Linked DNA regions of Mus musculus: all the other regions are linked to region 1. The links are chromatin contacts, called in public HiChIP or PLAC-seq maps. All regions are on one chromosome and are shown on one strand. Each heading gives the region's core, a stretch centred on a gene start, on an enhancer-like site or on the middle of the called end of the contact. The rest is flanking DNA. Distances are from core to core; before and after follow the strand shown. Region 1 overlaps Vps13d (vacuolar protein sorting 13D). Region 2 overlaps Gm36233 (a long non-coding RNA gene). Region 3 overlaps Tnfrsf8 (tumor necrosis factor receptor superfamily, member 8).

Region 1 (4,350 bases), core at 1,288-3,787:
GCTCTTGGACTAGACAGTCAGTCATTTAATATTTTATCATTAGAAATACCACTATGAAGACAGGGGCTATAGCCCAGTGTAGAGGACGTGCTGAGCAAGCATGGATATATGAGGGCCTTGGGTCTTTCCTCAGAGCCACACACAAAGGAAAACACTGTTCTCAATGCTCTACTGTTACCTTGCTTTTTGTGAGACTCTGTCTCACTATGTAGCCCTGGCTAGCCTGGTGCTCACTATATAGATTAGGCTGGCTTGAAATACATTATGTTACCAGGCTGGCTTCAAACTCACAGAGATCTTCCTATCTCTGCCTCCCAAGTGCTGGGATTAAAGGCATGTGATACCATGTTCAGTGAGATGTCTTTTATTACACAGAGTTTAAGGGCTTGGCTAAAATGGAAGAAGTTGGGAAGTAAGTAGGGAAGCTACCTACAGGCGAGGTAGCTCTGAGCCCAAGTTCTTGTGAGCATTAGGTTTCTTTATCCATATACTGTGTTGTCCATTTTAGTTTACAGTGGGTATGTTTGGTAGATATGTAAGCGCGAAAACTCCTAACAAATACTCATCAACCAGCCAATTATTAAGTGATGAGTTCTGTGACCAGGGTCTGTGTAGGTGAGTACGGTAGGAAGAAAGATACCTCTTAGAAATTCAAGATGTGGTCCAGTTGGAAGAGTGTTTCCATAATAGGTAATCCATATTTGATATGAAAAATCTCACTGGGTATTTTCCAGTTTAATTCATTGTATCTGGTTGTCTTGGTTATGGTTTTACTGCTGTGAACAGACATTATGACCAAGGCAGCTCTTATCAGGACAACATTTAATTGGGGCTGGCTTACAGGTTTCAAGGTTCAGTCCATTATCATCAAGGCAGGAGCATGGCAGTGTTTAGGCAGGCATGGTGCAAGAGGAGCTGAGAGTTCTACATCTTTATCTGAAGGCTGTTAGCAGAATACTGGCTTCCAGACAGCTAGGATGAGAGTTTCAAAACCCATACGCACAAAGACATACCTACTCCAACAGGGCTACACCTTCTAATTGTGCCTGCCACTCCCTGGGTTGAGCATAAACAAACCAATACATTGGTTCTATTTAATTAAGTACTTTATTTTAAAGTGGCTCTTACAGATCTACCCTAACACTTGTTTCACATATGTAGGAACCTGAATGGATAGCTTTCAACTCGGTTTGTGATCCAGGCTGGCTTTAACTTGCCATCCCTGCCTTAGCCACCTTAGTGCTGGGATTAGAGACATGCACCACCATACCTGGCTTGCTGTTTTGTGATTGTTCTTTTTTTTTTTTCTTCCTTCTGGTACTGGGGATGGGATCCAGGGCTTTGCACTTCCAAGTTCTACCAGAGCTAAATGTCATACTCCAAGGTATTGCTCCTGCTGGCCTTGGACTGGGGATCCTCCTGTCTCTGTCTCTTCAGCATTTCCTAAATGCACCACCACACTTGTCAGTTTTTGATTTTTTAACAAAATAAATAATGGTAAAAGCAATCTGTGTGCCTTACGGGGAGGTAGAAATACTTTGAGAAAGCTGAGAAATGTGCAGGTGTCTGATGAGAGGATCCTTCTCCTTCCAGGCTTGATTGGGAAAGTGACCCTCCAGATTCCTTTTTACCGCCCCCATGTGGACCCTTGGGTGATCTCCATCTCTGGCCTCCACGTAATCGGTGGCCCTGAGAAAATCCAGGACTTCAATGATGAGAAGGAGAAGCTACTGGAGAGGGAGCGTAAGAAAGCGCTGCTTCAGGCCCTGGAGGAGAGATGGAAGGCAAGGCATAGAGCCTCTGTGCTTTAGGGGCTCCTGTGACATCCCCAACGGTGAAGCACTGGCCTCTGCTGACACTGGCTCTTTCCCTTGCAGAGTGAGCGGCGGCAGCAGAAGGGAGAACCATATTGGTATTCAGTCACTGCATCAGTTGTCACGAGAATCGTGGAGAATATCGAGGTGAGTCCTGTCACCTTTATGAGGGCGCATTAAGGGTTTCTGAGGTTTCGATGTGTTTTCGCTTCTGAGTTGCTCGTTTCTTGTGGGTTTAGCTGGTGCAGTGTTGGGGGCTGGCTGTTCAGGTGTGCCTTTTTAGAGGTTGTTGCCAAAGGGAAAAACTGAAAAGCAAGTTCTGGCCTGTGAGGTCGACACAGGTCTTTCTTGCTTTAGCTGGTGTGAGTAGGCGTTTTCCTTTTCACTCCCCCTCCCCTTACTTACCACACTTTCTTTTTGAATGTTGGAATCGCACTTGCTAAAGGATTTCTTACCTCAGAAGCCAGGTTACATAGGTCTGAATGACTGGTTTCAGGGCAAATCGTCTAACCTCTCTGGTCATAGTTTTTTCATCTGCAAAATGAGAGAGGTGGGGTCCCCACTGCCTAGTGTGTGAACTGTGACCTCCCACTGATGTATCTTGCTGAGTTTAATGGGCTGTCGTGCAGTGGCCACTTGTTTGACCATTACGAGTGGGATCAGGGGATGAGTCCTCATTCAGTGTCACAAAGCAACCATACTTACAGACTCTAGACTCTCTTGCAGTGTCAAGGCAACCCAGACCAAGTGTGCTTAGTGTGTGTCATGCTTCCCAAAAGTATGACCTGAGGTTGTTAGTTTCATAACTTGGATGAAAAGATTGGTATACTTGGGGGCACCCATTTAAGAAAAAAAGGTTGTTATTATAATGTAGTAATATTTTTGGGCATATGTGCACAATGCTTTATGTGCAGGCGTGTACATATTTTCTACAACAAAGGATTTTTTTGCATTTATTTATTTACCGGGGTGGGCGGGGGTGGGGTGGGGTGGGGAGGAGATAGGGACACATGTGGAAGTAAGAAGATTCCTTGTGGCATTTGGTTCTCTTTTATTCTGTGGGTCCTGGGGATCAAACTCAGGTCATCAGACTTGGTAGCCAGAACACTTGCCTGCCTAGCTTTCTGCTGGCCCCAGAAATGTCTTTCCTCAGTGGGCCACTAATCTGTAGTGTAATCACAGGAATGGTGAGGCCTCTGCTTGGGGTGTTGCTAGTTATGTGTACTCTTTTATGTAGAGAAGCCAAGTCCTGGGTTTTATATCTTTTTTGTCTCTTTTTCCTTGATGGTGCTGAGCCTTGGAGGGGGTAATGTACCTGTGCCATTTAGGGCTAAGCACCCCACCATCACTTTTTAACAAAGTTAAAGTGTGTGTGTGTGTGTGTGTGTGTGTGTGTGTGTGTATACGTGTACATTTAGAAGTTAGAGGACAGCTTGCACAATTTGGTTTTCTTCTTCTACATGACCCCTGGGGCTGGATCTCAGATCATCAGTCTTGGTGGCAAGTGCCTTTATCCACTGGGCCACCTCATTGGCCCATATTATGATTTTGCCATCAATATTAAAAATTGGTTTCCCACCCACTCTCATTCCTGGTCCTGGCATTCCCCTATACTGGGGCCTAGAGCCTTCATAGGACCAAAGGCCTCTCCTCCCATTGATGACTGACTAAGGCCATCCTCTGCTACATATATAGCTAGAGCCAGGTTGGGTTGGGGAACAGGGGGAGGGGGGAGGGAGGAGAATAGGGGATTTTCGGAGGGGGAAGTAGGAAAGGATGACATTTGAAATGTAAAAAAAGAAAATATATAATAAAAAAATTTTTACAAAAAGAATTGGTTTCCTCACATTGGCCTCAATACTGTGATGGTAATCATATTAATATAGTGATAAGTTATTGTTGTTTGACTTTCCTTTTTATTTTCCTTTTCTGTGGTGAGTGTGGTTTATGTTTGGGCATGCACACAAGTTTGTAGAATATGAAGGCCAGAACAGTGTATCAGGTGTCTTCATCTGTTGCTTTCTGCCTTATTGCTCAGGGTCTCTCCTTGAGCTACAAGCTTACTGTTTTGACTAGGCTGGTCTGATCACCAAGGTTCTGGGACCTGTCTGTCTCTGTCCTGTCAATGCTGGCCTTATAGGCAAGTGTAGCCATCCCTGTCTGGCTTTCTGTGTGGGTGCTGTAGAATTGAACTCAGATCCTCATGCTTGCAAATCAAGCATTCTTACCCACCAAATCATCTCCGTGGCCTAGTTTGTGTTTTTATGATGGCTAATGATGCTAAACGCACACTTTCTTGGCCACATATGTTTTTATGTTTATCTTTTTTCTCTGTTTTGTAGTGCTGCTGACTGAATCCAGGCCCTTGCATATGATAAACACACACACTCCTTTTTTTTTTTTTAAAGATTTATTTATTTATTTATTTATTTATTTATTTATTTATTTATTAGAGTACACTATCTTCAGACACACCAGAACAGGTCATTAGATTCCATTACAGATGCTTGTGAGCCACCATGTGGTTGCTGGGAAT
Region 2 (4,250 bases), core at 839-3,338, 77 kb before region 1:
ATTTCTACATTTATTTATTCTCTCTCTCTCTCTCTCTCTCTCTCTCTCTCTCTCTCTCTCTCTCTCTCTCTCTCTCAGCTCTTTATAGAACTGGTTCTTTCAATCCACAGTGTACTTCCTGGGGAACGATCTCAGGTCATTAGGTATGGCAGAGTATGGCAGAAAGTGCCTTTACATGCAGAATCATTTCACTAGCCAGGAACCCTCAGCTGGTGTTTGGGAAATTGTTGGGGGGGGCATTGAAAGGGCGATGGAGCATACATCCGTGTGTGCACGTACAGGTGACAGATGAAGACATAAGGTGTCCTGCTTTGTCACTCTCTGCCTTCTTCCCTTGAGACAGGATCTCTCACCAAATCTGTAGCTAGGTTGGCAGCCAGCAAGCCTAAGAACTACTAATGTCTCGGCTATGTACAGCACCAGGGTTACCAGAATGTATGACCAAACCTGTTTTCTTATGTAGGTGCTGGAGACTTGAACTCAAGTCTTCATGCTTGTGCAGCAAGCACTCTTACGAAGTAAGCCCTCTCATCAGCTATTATCATTATTATTATTATTTTGCTGGGGAGGCAATCTTCCCTTAAGCCAATTATGAAAAAGAGTAGCAAACAAAGAGAATTCACCGTGTCTACTAAACATTCTTCGAGGGTCTACCAACAACAATGTGGAACAGGTCTAGAAATAACAAGACTGAAAGAGGAGACGAGCTCTTCTAGCAACTGACCCACATACTTGCAACAAATGATGGAAGAATGGAGTGCTTGTTTGGCAGTATAAGAAAGGCAGGCAGACAGAAATTGGGTAAAAATTGGAAATAAAATTGGGTCTTTACACCATATATATTGCATGTACTTCAGATCTTTGATTGGCCCAGCTAGAATTATTAAGCCAACAAACAGAAAAGAAAAACAAAAGCATCTTCATGACCTCCATGTAAGGAAGGTCCTTTCAACTATGATCTAATGGAGAATATTGATGGATTTTTGTTACATTAAAATTAAGGAATTGGTTTTTTTGTTTTGTTTTGTTTGTTTTTATTTTTGTTTTTGTTTTTTCGCCTGGCCATGGTGGTGCAAGCGTTTAACCCTAGCACTCAGGAGTCAGAGGCAGGTAGCTCTTTGAGTTGGAGGCCAGCGAGGTCCACAGAGCGAGTTCTAGGACAGTCAGGGCTACACAAGGAAACCCTGTCTCAAAAAACAACACACACACACACAAAATGCACAAAATAAAACACACACACACACATGCATGTATACACACACACACACAAAATGCACAAAATAAAACACACACACACACACATGCATGTATACACACACACACACAAAATGCACAAAATAAAACACACGCACACATGCATGTATACACACACACACACACCAACAATCGACTTTTTTTTTTTTTTTTTTTGGTTTTTTGAGACATGATTTCTCTGTCTACCTCTGGCTGTCCTGGAACTCACTTTGTATTTGTAGACCAGTCAACCAGGGACTTTTTAAATAGACCTTTAAAAATGTTTTTTAAAATTACATGTATGTATGTATGTATGTATGTATGTATGTATGTATGTATGTATGATTTAGACTGGTGTATGTGTTGGGGTGGGGAGTAAGGAGACATGTACATGAACAACTTTCAGGAGTTTTAGAATCACAGTCTTTCCACACCGTGATTCCTGGCGATCCAATTTAGACTGTGAGGCTTAGTGGCACAAACCTTTTACTTCTGGAGCGGTCCAATTAAGGAATGTTTAAACAATGAGGGGAAAGCCCGAATAAAGACAGCAACCATATACCAGAATGGAGGAGGTCTTTATGATATCTGAAAAATGACGAGGGATAAATATCTAGAAGATACAAAGAATTAGAGCAGCTCTACAAGAAGACAGGAAATAATAACGATCGGATGAAAGGATGTTGAAAAGCAGTTCACAGAAGGGGAAACCCGAATGACTCAGCAGCAGCGAAGAGGTGCTTAGACCCACGAACTTCAGAGAAATGCAAATGAGGTACCAGCCGGTTCCACTCCACACCCACCGCACTGGCCCGAGTCAGAAAGCTGGCTAGTGGGGAGTTCAGGGGAAAACGTGCCAAAATAGGAACTCTCTGGCCCTGCTGGTAGGGTGTGACTGCGTGGGCGGCACAGAGGAATCGGGCAGTGTTAGGGAAATAAATACACATGTACCCAGTAGCTTGTGATCCACAGCCTACTCCTGAGACACTGAAACACCCATAAGCCACACCTGATTTACTTACAAGAACGTATAGATTGCAGCAGTAAGGATCCTATTTGGGGTGGGATGGGGAACAGGGTTTGAGAGAAAATAGACTTGGGGGGAGTGCATATTTAACATATTTACCATAGCTCAGTGGTAGAGTGCATATTTAACATGGAGGAGCCTGGAGCTCAAGTTAAACACACAGAGAGGCAGAGAGAGTCAAAAAGAGAAATAGGGGAGAGAGGGTAGGAAGAGCATTGCTTGGCAAGACCCAAATAATACAATTCATTCTACCCTCTAGACCTGAGATTCAATGAGCAAGTGATCAAGAGAATATGAAAGAAATTGTGCTCAGACCAGCCACAGATTTAGGAACACAAGAAAACACACCAGAGGGCAGTGAGGCCATTTATAGAGTAAGGCAGGGAAACTGAGGCCAGAATCGATAGTATGTAAGGGTGGGGGTAGCCATTGCTTGTCTTAGAGTCTGTACCTGGAAACCTATGGCCCACGGATGGGACCACCATCTCCCTGTGTCCCTCGTAGACAGAGGGAGAGACAAGCAAGATGTGGAGGGGCAGAGGGCATAGGTGGTTTGTAGAGACCCAGAAAAGATGGGGAGAAAGAAATGGGTGTGGAGTTAGAGGAGTGAGGGCAGGAAGGCTGGTCCTGGGAAGGGCTGTCTTAGAAGTCAGGTGAGAGAGGCCAGGCTGGAGAGGGGAGCCAGGAAGTGATGCAGAATTGAGAGCATTCTGGAGTGATGCAGAATTGATAAAGGAGGGAGAGCTGGAGGTGTGACTCAGGTCCTTTCCTTGAGTTTACAGAGCCTGGGTCTAGTCCAAGCACCAGAAAAATAAATGAATGAATGAATGAATGAATGAATGAATGAATGAATGAATGAATGAATGAATAGATAAATAAATAGAGAGACAGAGACAGAGAGAGAGTGGAGATATAACTTAGTGATATCAGGCATGCCAGCACTCATGTAGTCCTGGCTCCCATCCCTAACATGGTATGAATGGACACCTGGTAAGCACCTATAATCCCAGCACCAAGGAGCGGAGGCAGAAGCATGGGATTCCAAGGTCATCCTTAGCTATACAATAAGCTTCAGGCCAGCCTGGGCTGCATAAGACATTGTCCCAAAAAGGAAGCTTAAAGACTGGAGAAATGGCTTAGCCGTTAAGAGTGCTGGCTGCTCTTCCAGAGGTCCTGAGTTCAATTTGTTCAATTCCCAGCATCCACACGGCAGCTCACAACTGTCTGTAACTCTAGTTGCAGGGGATCCTACACCCTCACACAGACATAAATTCAGGCAAAACACCAATGAACATGAAATAAAGATAAAGAATACATTAAAAAAAACGAAATTTTTAAAAATTTAAAAGAGAAGGGGGAAAGGAGAAAAGAATAGTTATAAGAGGAAATGCAGAAATGAAACGACACTGCAGATGTGGCCCTGCGAGTCTAGAGTTCGCTGTACAGGACCCGGTGAAAATGAAAAAACGCACACCACCTCTCTCCAGCAGCCCTACTCTCTATCTAGGTTCACCACCTAGGGAAACTGTCTTCTGTGCCTTTGACAAGACTGTGTTTGGCAACACAAGAGATGGAGCATTGGGGATATTCCCCAAATATCCACAAAAGAGGAACAGGGTGGGGAAAGGGATAGACCTTGGGGCAAGTACACAACTCCACACAGCAAGTGAAAGGGAAATAAGTTAGAACCGAACTCAGCAACGAGTGAATGTTCCTGTCTCAAAGACAGCGCTGTCTACAGGCAAGACCATGCTCCTGCTGTTTGGGTTGTATGGGTGAAAATGCATGCATATGAAACACAGTCTCCCTTCAGCATCTCCTGGAAATAGCTCCTGGAGCCCCTTCTAACAGATATTCAAACCCATGGATGCTCACATTCAGGATCCCTGCTTTTCAGTATTACCTAAACCATACATGCTCTAGTTACCTTAATGTGAAAAAGTGTAAAGCTTTTGGGTAACACACACTTTTGCTTGTAGACTTTGAGCCA
Region 3 (4,364 bases), core at 1,409-3,908, 120 kb before region 1:
CAAAGATAATCATGATCATGGTTAGCTACAGGTTTCCAAAGGCCATCTCTAATGTCACAGGGTCTGGGGAAGGGCAAGGCTGCCTTCTGGGAAGACTAGGTCTGCTGCTGCCACAAGGATGCAAGACCTTCTCACCCTCCTCCTCCATCATTTTATGAGTATTTTGCCTGGATTTATGTATTGTATGCATGCAAGCTCTTGCATAGATTAAAAGAGGGTGTCAGATCCCCTGGAACTAGAGTTACAGGTGGTTATGAGCTGCCATCTGAGTGCTGGGGCTTGAAACTGGGTTCTCTTTCAAGGGAAGCAATGAACCTGCTGCCCTACCTCAGTATCAATCGAGCTGGGACTGCAGGACTATACTACCTCACCCTGACCTTTACAGTTCATGTCTGCTCCAAGCCAGCACATGTGTTCGTCCCAGGCTGCCCTGGGCTGCAACTTCTGTGGGACAGAGCTTGCCTAACCACTGCTGGCTTCCTGGAATGCTCCCCCACCCCTAGTACAGTGTGAGTTCTAGAAGAATTTCAGGAAATCCATCTGGAACAATCTTCAGGCCTGAAGATTAGAAAAGGGGTTATGAGCCTTTTTGATCCCCTGTGACTATGATCAAAAGTCTCAAGCACATGCCGGGGGTTCATTGGTGGCTGGGGTAGGAGATGCAGCTGTGGTGCTGTCTCTGAGATCCGGGAATAGACGTCTGCTTGAAAGAAACATTAGCTATGACAGTTGAGGGTGGGAGGAAGTCTCTGTCACTGGCTCAGTGTATCTGGCCCCTGCTTTTAGGACAGCATCAGAGGTAGGTCACCATGTCTGGAGGGCTTCCTGTGGGTGAGAAGTAGTAGGCCCATGTACCCAATATTAATGCTTCCCAGGCACAATGTCTGGAGGTGGGTGCAGGTAGTACTGTACAAGGTCATAGAGGATGTGACTATAGCTAGGTGAGATGCTTGGACAACTGCTTAGCCCTGTGTTCTCTGATGGAGCAGTCTTGCACGGGTTACCAGATGATGTATCTGAGAAAGAACTTAATAACGTCTATTCCCAAAAATGATTTAAAAATATTTCTGTGGACCTTGAGAGATGGCTCAGTGGTTAAGAGCACTTCCTATTCTTCCAAAGAACCCAGGTTCAGTTCCCAACAACCTCATTAGGCAGTTCACAACTGCCTGTGAACTTCAGCTCCAGGGGATCTGACACCTCTGAGGACACACATACACACACACACACACACACACACACACACACACACACACACACACACACACACACGACATACACTCATAAACACACATATACATAAAGAAAACTATTTGAGCTGGGTGGTGGTGGAGCAAGCCTTTAATCCCAGCCAGAGCCAAGTGGATTTCTGTGAGCTTGAAGCCAGCCTGATCTACAGAGTGAGTTCCAGGACAGCCAGGGCTACACAGAGAAACCCTGTCTCCCAAAACAAAACAAAACAAAACAGCCAAACAACAAGAACAAAATTAAATGTTCCTGTGATGATCCTTTGATGACAGCTTGACAGAATCCCATGTAGCCTAAGCTGCCTTTGAACTTTGTGGCAGCGGATGCTGGCCTTGAACTCCTGATCCTCTTGCTTCTTGCCCTCTCCCAGTGCTGGGATTAATTACAGGCCTGTGCTACCATACCCAGCTTCTTTTGGGTTCCTTCCTGCCCCCTACTTGCCTCCCAATCCAGCTCATTCTCTTCCCTATTCCTCTTTGGGGTCCTGCAGACCATTGCTTTCCCCTAGTTAGAAACTGGAGGACCCAAGGACAAGGTTCTGTCCTGATTAGGTTTCTGTCCAGAGCTCTTCCTGGCTTACAGTCTGACCGTACCACCTTTCCATGGTGTGTACTCCTTTTTCATAGAGACCCACTCATCCCATGGGTTTAGGGCTTCTGGTGGGCTCCTTTATCCTTAGTGAGCTCCCAAACCTCTGTCTCTCCAAATTAAAGTTAAGGGTTTCATTATAATTGGGGGTGGGGAGTGGGGCGTGTGAGCAATTCTAGTCCACAGTGGTCTCCTCCCACCTCCCCATCCTCTCATCTAGTCCTGCTCCTCATCTATTCCCTCCACCCACCCACCCACCCACCCTTCAATCCAATGGCAAGATCACTCTTGGAAGAGGTCATTTCTTCCAGCTCCTCCCGTTTTTTTTTTTTTTTTTTTTTTTTTTTTTTTTTTTTTTTTCAGGCCTCTGGTCCTTTGGTGCTGTCTGTTTCCTTTACCCCTGCGTGTCCCTTTCTGCTATCTCCATCCTATTGCAGCTCTGAGACACTACCTCTACGAGCCTTCCTTTGCTGCAAGGGACTGGCTTCCTGCATTTCTGTTCTGGTCGGTTTTTGCCCTTCTGTCCACAGAGAGGTGTGGCCACAGTGCCATGACGTTCTGAAGCCACAGTTCCAGTCAGAGAGAGAAAGACACTTGTGAGCATGACCCCCAGGTCTTAGGCTTTCTCCACTTAACAGCTGGGACTTACAGACAGGGGCTGGTCCCTCCTCTCACTTCCTCTAAGGCTCAGTGCTGAAAGTGGCTGAGCACCTCAGGTCTTTGTGGTGGGCGGGGCGTTTTGCTGGAGTTTTATTGACCCTGTGCTTCCGGACAAGCCACAGAGGAAAACCAGAAAAACCCCTTCTTCCGTGTTTTGGGGAAATTTCTGACATTTTGCCCGCCCTCTCAAATCAGCGCTCAACTATGTGGCAGGGTTTGCACGTGGGTGGGCTGGTAGAGGAAGCTGGAAAACCTTTGAATTTGAGAGGCTGAGAGGTCTTCTCCTGTCTGTCCTCACCTAGGAGGGGTGCCTTGCCACCTGCTGACAGTCACTTCCCAGTTCTCTGCTGACATACCTGTGGTGACAACTCACTGCCTGCCTCATAAAATGACCAACAGCACTTATGATTCAGGCCACTACAAAGGAGGCCTGGCTCTTTCCCCACAGTAGCACATAAACCTCATAGGAAGCCAGAGAAGGAACTTGAACACGGTCCACAATCACCTGAGCTCAACCCTGAGCTCCTTCAGCCTTCCTTGGTGTTCTGGACCCCAGGCCTTGTTCAGGGTTGGGATGGTGAAGGCCCTGGTGTCTCTCCAGCTTCTATTCATGAGTCAGAAGAACATAGGTTCACCAAATATGATCCAGGCCCTGCAACAGGAGACTCAATGATTGCTGTAAACAGAGATAGCCATCCTGAAGAGTGTGGGAGTATTTCAGGTAGATAAATTTAGATACTGAAATTTAACTCCCCAGTCGTGACGAAAGGAATATGCCACCAAGCCAGATTTCATCAATTTTAACCAGAAATTCAGTAGAAAAAGCCAGACCATCCATCTTGAAAAACGCTCAAGGGATGGGGCTTATCGGTTGGTGGTCTGATGGTCATGTGCCCATGTTGAGCCAATCACAATGGTGAGAAAGATAACACGTTCTGATTGGTCTGTTGGAGTCACATGCCTATTCTGAGGCGATGATGGAGAAAAATGAAATGTTCTGATTAGCCCACCTCGGTCATGTGCTTAACCTGTGGTGAAGCAGTGGGAAACATACGTGACTGAACAAACATGACAGGCTCTGGCAGAACAGATAGAACCTGGCAGATATCATGTACCCTTTGCCTCCGTCATCATCCTGCATCTCCTGTCCTCTAAGTTTGGGAGGAAGATTGCTGGGTGGTTCCAGGGCCTCTCAGTCAGCTTGAATCAGTATCTTCATGGCCTTAACTCCCCATAGTCCCCCCAGTTCCCTCAGAGAATCAGGACCTCTGCTGAGAGTGACAGCCAGCACTCAGACTATACTTGCTGAACTTCACCGACGCTTCACCCTTGTCCACTCTAGGAGAAACAGATCATATTGTCACTATGAGTGAGGTCGCTGCAATTGTCCATGGTCACGGATTGTCAGTTGGCAGGCCAGGAATGCCAGATCTTCCCCATTCTTGGGCTGCCTATTTGTTCCCAGTGACCTCCATCGAGGTCCATGCCTCCGTCTGTAACACAAGCATTATCTGATGCAACCGCTTAAAGCAGAGATGAATGGGATTTAGGTATGAGAAATGGAGGGTGGAAGGCCAGCCTGTTACCAAGACAACCTAGCCTAGAACTTCCCTGCTGCTTTCCCCAGGGTTGTCTCCGACACAGCCATGCCCACGGGGTCCTGCCCACTGCAGGAAGCAGTGTGCACCTGACTACTACGTCAATGAAGACGGGAAGTGCACAGCCTGCGTGACCTGTTTGCCAGGTGAGAACCTATTCTCTCTCCCTGGAACGTGTCTCTCCAGGGGTGGGGGATGCGCAGAATCTGAGAGGCAGGAAGTATCAAGATCTGATCTCCTGGTGCTTCTATTTACCTATCTGGATTTGAA

The links. HiChIP or PLAC-seq counts read pairs in DNA pulled down with a chosen protein or histone mark.
Region 2: a BATF HiChIP or PLAC-seq map of CD8 T cells shows a contact between it and region 1, with 5 read pairs. The contact joins two enhancer-like sites. A contact is called at or near these places in 3 of 39 promoter capture datasets (the C10 cell line, liver and pre-B cells), 4 of 115 datasets of contacts at active chromatin or transcription factors (CD8 T cells, bone marrow-derived macrophages and embryonic stem cells) and 2 of 9 other capture datasets (adipose tissue and liver).
Region 3: a contact with region 1 is called in a BATF HiChIP or PLAC-seq map of CD8 T cells, with 6 read pairs. The contact joins two enhancer-like sites. A contact is called at or near these places in 6 of 39 promoter capture datasets (the C10 cell line, the HPC-7 cell line, cranial neural crest and 3 more), 3 of 15 datasets of contacts at CTCF or cohesin (CD8 T cells, embryonic stem cells and large pre-B cells), 13 of 484 Hi-C or Micro-C datasets (ECoMG myeloid progenitors, the MNK3 cell line, Th1 cells and 5 more), 8 of 115 datasets of contacts at active chromatin or transcription factors (CD8 T cells, the HPC-7 cell line, T-cell acute lymphoblastic leukemia and 3 more) and 4 of 9 other capture datasets (adipose tissue, liver, macrophages and 1 more).

What each region holds. Positions count from the first base shown.
Region 1 is chr4:145,175,623-145,179,972 of GRCm38.p6, reverse strand. It overlaps Vps13d (vacuolar protein sorting 13D), which reads left to right. Exons shown (of 70, transcript NM_001276465.1): 4 at 1,594-1,784; 5 at 1,878-1,961. Among named protein-coding and RNA genes, the nearest start is that of Vps13d, 17 kb to the left of the region's middle. Within about 2 kb of position 2,537, at least 19 of the 459 cell types and tissues checked have an H3K27ac peak or open chromatin away from gene starts, as enhancers often do. A contact at or near this core is called in CD8 T cells and Th1 cells, where this site is marked.
Region 2 is chr4:145,252,394-145,256,643 of GRCm38.p6, reverse strand. The region is part of intron 2 of Gm36233 (a long non-coding RNA gene); the gene reads left to right. Among named protein-coding and RNA genes, the nearest start is that of Tnfrsf1b, 7.6 kb to the right of the region's middle. Within about 2 kb of position 2,088, at least 139 of the 459 cell types and tissues checked have an H3K27ac peak or open chromatin away from gene starts, as enhancers often do. A contact at or near this core is called in CD8 T cells, where this site is marked.
Region 3 is chr4:145,298,610-145,302,973 of GRCm38.p6, reverse strand. It overlaps Tnfrsf8 (tumor necrosis factor receptor superfamily, member 8), which reads left to right. Exons shown (of 13, transcript NM_009401.3): 3 at 4,124-4,240. Among named protein-coding and RNA genes, the nearest start is that of Tnfrsf8, 14 kb to the left of the region's middle. Within about 2 kb of position 2,658, at least 89 of the 459 cell types and tissues checked have an H3K27ac peak or open chromatin away from gene starts, as enhancers often do. A contact at or near this core is called in CD8 T cells and Th1 cells, where this site is marked.